Regions from separate parts of the Mus musculus genome. Here region 1 is linked to region 2. Evidence: chromatin contacts called from public Hi-C data. All regions are on one chromosome and are shown on one strand. The core of a region is the stretch at or near the end of the contact, and the rest is flanking DNA. Distances in the headings are between cores, read along the strand shown.

Evidence for each region. Hi-C and Micro-C count contacts between places; a contact is called where the count stands out from the background.
Region 1: a Hi-C map of embryonic fibroblasts shows a contact between it and region 2, with 3 times the contacts expected there. The contact joins two enhancer-like sites. A contact is called at or near these places in 4 of 15 datasets of contacts at CTCF or cohesin (the NIH/3T3 cell line, embryonic stem cells, large pre-B cells and 1 more), 5 of 484 Hi-C or Micro-C datasets (LSK cells, embryonic fibroblasts and embryonic stem cells), 6 of 115 datasets of contacts at active chromatin or transcription factors (bone marrow-derived dendritic cells, embryonic basal ganglia, embryonic stem cells and 1 more) and 2 of 9 other capture datasets (adipose tissue and embryonic stem cells).

The regions. Positions count from the first base shown.
Region 1 is chr7:66,652,261-66,655,302 of GRCm38.p6, reverse strand. All of the region lies in intron 5 of Asb7 (ankyrin repeat and SOCS box-containing 7), which reads left to right. Among named protein-coding and RNA genes, the nearest start is that of Asb7, 36 kb to the left of the region's middle. Within about 2 kb of position 1,467, at least 56 of the 459 cell types and tissues checked have an H3K27ac peak or open chromatin away from gene starts, as enhancers often do. A contact at or near this core is called in embryonic fibroblasts, where this site is marked.
Region 2 is chr7:66,338,459-66,341,158 of GRCm38.p6, reverse strand. The region is part of intron 3 of Lrrk1 (leucine-rich repeat kinase 1); the gene reads left to right. Among named protein-coding and RNA genes, the nearest start is that of Mir7057, 42 kb to the left of the region's middle. Within about 2 kb of position 1,343, at least 74 of the 459 cell types and tissues checked have an H3K27ac peak or open chromatin away from gene starts, as enhancers often do. A contact at or near this core is called in embryonic fibroblasts, where this site is marked.

The DNA of each region.
Region 1 (3,042 bases), core at 218-2,717, 310 kb before region 2:
TTGAAAAGAGGGGTTTCAAAAACTTGTATTTACAATTGTGAGAGTCCTTCTATGTAATGGTTTTCTGAGATCACTGGAAATATTAAGAAAAGTGATTTCTTTTGCTATCATATGTTGAAATTGGCTAACAATTTGAAGGCATGCATAACCTAGTGTGCCATGTGTTCCTGATGACAAGTTTATGTTACTGTGTGCATGGGTAAAAGATCCACTAGAAGTTTAAGATACACCAATGGACTATAATCTAAACGTACAGAAAGTTCATCAATGTATTTCAGATTCTGTGCCACCGTTGGGACTGGGGAGACGGCTGAGCTGGTAGTGTTTGCCAAGCAAGCATGGAGACATCAGTTTGGATAAGCAGCACCCAGATAACATGCTGGCCATGGTAGCATGCTTTTGTAACCCCAGCAGCAGGCGAGTGAAGACAGGAGGATCCCTGGGGCTTCCGGGCCAGCTCCCAGCCAGTCGCTGACCTCCAGCTTTAGTGAGAGACCCTGCCTCAAAAAATAAGGTGAAGGAGCAGTTGAGGAAGACAGTATTTACTACTGGCCTCTGCACACACATGCACTTCATATGTATGCAACACACACACACACACACACACACACACACACACACACACACACACATCAAATTGAAAAAGAAAAAAGCTCCTTGTCTCATTTTACGACAGGTTCATAGAGGATCCAAGGTTAGCTGGAAAAGGCTGTTCTAAGTACTCCTTGCTTTCCTAGCAACATATTTGAGTGAAGCTAGCCTCGGGGCTAGCACACTGCATCAGGCTAGCACAGTGTGCCAGGCCGGCACAGTGCACCAGGCTAGCACACTGCATCAGGCTAGCACAGTGTGCCAGGCTAGCACTCGGAAGTTCAGAGCAGATGGAAGGCAGACATTTGCAGGAAAGGAGCAACAGCCCTCTCTTTGCAGCCACCTTGTTCTGAAAGTGACTCTGGTTTTTATTTGTTTTCATAAAAATTACGTCAGCTGATAAACTGATCATTGTTATTTTTAAGCAAGTCAAAATGTTTCTGAAATGTGTAGTTTTCTGAGTATGGTAACTATAGAGCAGTATAATCAGCAGAAGCAAAAGTTCTCTGAGAGTTTCCCACTGTAAAGGTACAGAGGCATCCATCCGCCAGCTAAGCAAGGCGACTGAGCACTGTGGAATTTCCACATTTTCAGTGCTAAAGATCAACGCCAGGGCAGTGGGCATACTCAGTAATTGGTCCACGGTTACCATCACTATGCCACATGCCAGCCCTACATTCAGGGGTTTTAAAGGTATCCTCTCAGCCTGGTGTTTGAGAATTTGAAGAATCGTTAATGTATTTTTGATTAAAAAATCTGGGTAAGTTGAAAGCTTGCCTCACACTTGCCTGCGTATGGCTTTGGCTCTGGAGAGACCCCTCCTTCCTGACTGACATTTATAAAATTGTGGCTTTGCTGACTCAGGATTAGTGATCCTATCAGTTGGGAATTTTAGTATGTTGGATCCTGAAGGCAGTTTTCAGAGACTAGTCATGCACAGAACATGTCAGACATGCCAGGTCCCCGAGTAAATGAACCACCCATCACCTTGCTGGCGTGGCCTTCTTCCAGTGGCCTGCTCCACGGCTGGTCTGGACGTCCGCGGGTTCACTGAGACATTGACTGGGGCAGTTGCCTGTGTCTCAGAAGCATCGTGCAAAACCTAGAGTCACTGTCAGCACACCTTCAGTGCTGTGTAAAAGGCAGGCCCGGGGGATTTGGATTTGTGTGTTTTAAGGAATTAAATAGCTCATAATGCTGAAAGGGAAAGCTGAAGAGGCTGGGAATTGAGTTGTGTAAACTGTTTCACAGGAGACTTACTCTGTCAAGTGCTTAGGATAGTTGCTTGCTGGAACATTAATCACAGATGTTTAAAAATATTGTTTTATAAATATCGAAGTAACCAGAAATATTTTTTTGTTTAGATTTCAGTAGTAGTCAAGTACTATGTTATTAAAACACACACACAAAGTACTATGTTTACAGAAATAAGACTTGAGACTAAAAGTAAAAATGAAGAAAAAAAGAGAAAAAACCCTTTGAGGCCTGGGGGCCAGGGGAGACTTGGTTTTGAAGCTCTGTAGTAGAGTAAGTGCTTAGTGTGCAAGGGGCCCTGGGTTCAATCCCTGGCACCACCAACACAGACACACACACACCTCACGTCATACATACACATGCACACACACACACACACCTTTTAAAAATGCAGGCTAACAAAAGGCATGGCCTCTCAGTGTTTTAAAATTTAAGGACGTCAAACAGGCTGTGGCTTTCTGAGCTAAATTCAGCCCAGAGTAGTATGCCGTGGCTTCACCACACACACAGCCTAGATGACAACCGTCCTGACCTACTATGCTCATTCCTAGTGCTTCTGTTGTTATTTTATGGGATGACCTATTATAAGTATACTCTCTATGTGGAGAATTCATGTGACTCGTTTTAACTAAGGGTCTTTACATTTTTTTTTTCCCTAGTGAATTGGAAACTTTTGCCAGATCATCTACTTTAGAGCCTTACAGGAGTTTCTACTGTTAACATATTAAAAATGAACACTGTGGTCATTTAGATAACACCACATCTTAGGTTCTTTGACACAGAGACCATCCTTTTAAATAAATCCCTCTCTTCTCACTAACCTGAAAGGCTCTTCTTCCATACCTTCTTGAGGTGTTTATAAATCCCTACTGTCAGGGTTGGTACCTATAGATGCCTTGACATTTGAGAGAAAACCACGGATCACTTTTGCCTGACTCTGTTACTTCTCAGTCACTGTGATAAAACACCATGACAAGGCATGTCTAGAAGAAAGGATGAGAGGCTGAAGGGCAGAGCAAAGGCGTGGCAGCAGGAACAGGAAGCAGCAGCCACAAGCACCAGGCAGCGTGAACTAGCAAAAGGAATGGCTTTAAACTCCCAAAGCCCACCTCCAGTGACATACTTCCTCCAGCAAGGCCACACCTCCTAAGGCACCCCAAAGAGTGCCACCCACTGGAGACCAAGCATTTCTGTGCC
Region 2 (2,700 bases), core at 94-2,593:
GGCTAAAAAGCAAACCCAAAATTACCCTCCTGCCAACAGCTCACGGGGAATAAGAATTGAATGTTACCGTGGAAACCCTTCATCAATACTTTGTTTGCATTACTTTGGTTAGCCTAGGCTTAATCATTTAATTTAATGTTAGAAATGATTCCATTTTTAAGCCTCTAGCCAATTCTCAGAAAAGTCAGAGATTGGGAGACAATGAGCACCGTGAAGAGGACATTTGATATTGCTCTGGTTATGAATTCTCGGGGCCACACCTATGTGTGCGAGATGGCCCAACTGTTGGGTCCACAAGGTGATGTAATCCCCAGTGTTCCCTGGCTGTAGGATGCTATGAAGAATTCCCAAAGCGTCAGATAACAGCTCAACACAATTTGAAAAGCTCTCCAATATAGTTTCAGTAAATAAGCCGGTAACTTCTATTAAGAAGGACGAATGGATGCAGGCATGCAGAAGAAAGTCATGTACTAGTGCATATAAAAAATAAAAACAATTAGGCGTGATTTTAAAAACTGAAGAGAAGCTGGTGGAACTGGTGTGCGTCTCAGCATTCCTCTCTCGGTGCAGCTGAGAACCCTGCACATTCCGTACACAGCAATGCTGCATGCACTGCAGTGGACATTTTCAAGTGAGAGAGAAAAGACCTGCTAGTGTGGTCAGAGCTGGGGGGGGGTGTTGCACCTCTGGGGGGTCCCTCTCACCTTCGTTGCATCCCTGATAGAACAACAAGAAGCTGGCGACTCAGAAACAAATGGACACAGACAAAGAAGCTCTAAGGGAAGGCAGAGCACTAGGCAAGGGCAGCATGAAAAAACAGTCTATAGGCAACGCCCAGCCACACCATAGCAGTGTCTGCAGCCCTTCCCCATCACACTCCTGCCAAGGCCAGGTGGAGAGGCTCTAACCCAGCCAGGCTGTAAAAGTTGTCCCAGTCATCCAAGAAGTCTGCTGGGAGCTGGGACGTTAATCAGCACTCAGGCACTAGGTGGTAATATAATAACCATCCCCCCAACATACACACACACACACACACACACACACACACACACTGCTTTCACTGGAGACCTAAGGAGCATGAAAGACCTTCCTGCCCAACAGGACCCAGGAGTCCATTCCCCTTGTCCCATCTAATTCTGAGTAGTTCCTGTTTTCCCAGGAGTGATTAATCCACACAACTGTTCACCCACCAGAGTTAGCAGAGTCCAAGCCCAGGACTTGAATAGGATCCCGTTCCTAAAATACATTTTCACTAATCACCAGATCCTAATAAACACACTCTCCTCAGGAAACAGAAAAATATCACTCAGAGAGAACAGGGCAGCCACAGTGTCCGCAGCTGGATGAGTCAGACGTTTGGAAGCTCAGACAAGACCTCTAAAACAGACCAAACACTCCTGCGAGCAAACACGAGCATGCTTAAAGCAAAAGTAAACAGCAGGAGTCACCAAAGAAGGAGTGTCATGGAGGAGCAAAGGGGGATGAAATGGAAATTTTAGAATCTCTAAAATACAATAGCTGAAGGTTTCTTTTGTAGACAGACTCAAGTCTAGAATAGAGAAGACAGAAGAAAGAATCTATACCCTGATAGATTGAGAAGGAGGGAAGGGGAGAATGAGAGGGAAGGGAAAAAGGAAGACACAGGGAGGAGGAGAGATGGGAGAAGGGGAGATGGAAAAGAAGGGGGAGAGATGGGAAGAAAGAGGGCGAGATATGGGGAGGGGAGAGGAGAGGAAGGAGAAGAGAACGAGAAAAGGGAGAGATGGGGATGGAGGAAGGAAGAAAGGAAAGGGAGGGGAGAGGGAGAGATGGAGAAGGGAAAGGGTAGAGAAGAAAGGGGAAGAGGAAGGGGGAGAGGGAGTGAGGAAGGAGCAAGAGATTGAAAGAGCCCCAGAGGAGGTAAGAATTTTAGCTGAACTCATGCTCTCAGAGTCCACAAGGAGTGGAAGGAAACGCACTGAACCCTAATTTAGGAAACTGAAAACTCCTCCAAAGCAGAGAAGACAAAGCCAGCAGAGTGGAGAAGCAAGAAGGTCCCCGACAGGAGCGATGTCAGTGACCAGTGCTCCCCACATATCATACTCAAGCCACCATAAAAACAAAAGAAACAAAACCAAAACTATTGAAAGCTCTGAAGCTCTGGGGGGAGGAGAGAGAGAGAGGGAGAGGAAGAGGGAGAAGGAGATATGTTTCCTTGGGGGGGGGGAACAATTTGAACGACATTGTCAGACACCAAGGATCCAGGGGAAGTGACACAAAGCACTAACGAAGGAGAGGGGTCAACTTAAAGCCCCATGGCCTGGAGAATACCCCTCAAGAAGGAAGAGAAAATGAATACATTCTGGAATGATGGAGATGAGAGAACTAACGTCTGGAAGGAAGGTGTCCCTAACGGAGCAGCTATACCTAAAGGACGAACCAAGCAAGGGCTGTTGGGAATTAGGAGCCTGGTGAGAACAAAGCACAAGCACACAGAATAGGCTGTTAGTTCATTCTTTGTCCCTCGAGTTGTATTTGACAGTTGAAGCAAACGGAACCATCGCTTAATACAGCTCTTAATATAGAAAGAGGGGATTTTTAAAAACAAGGCAATTATCTAATAAAGGTAAAATTTCAATGCTATCTAAACTGATTTTAAAATTACTGAAAATAGTACTTTATCGGTCTATTTTAGTAGGCTACATATCTATAATGCAATAC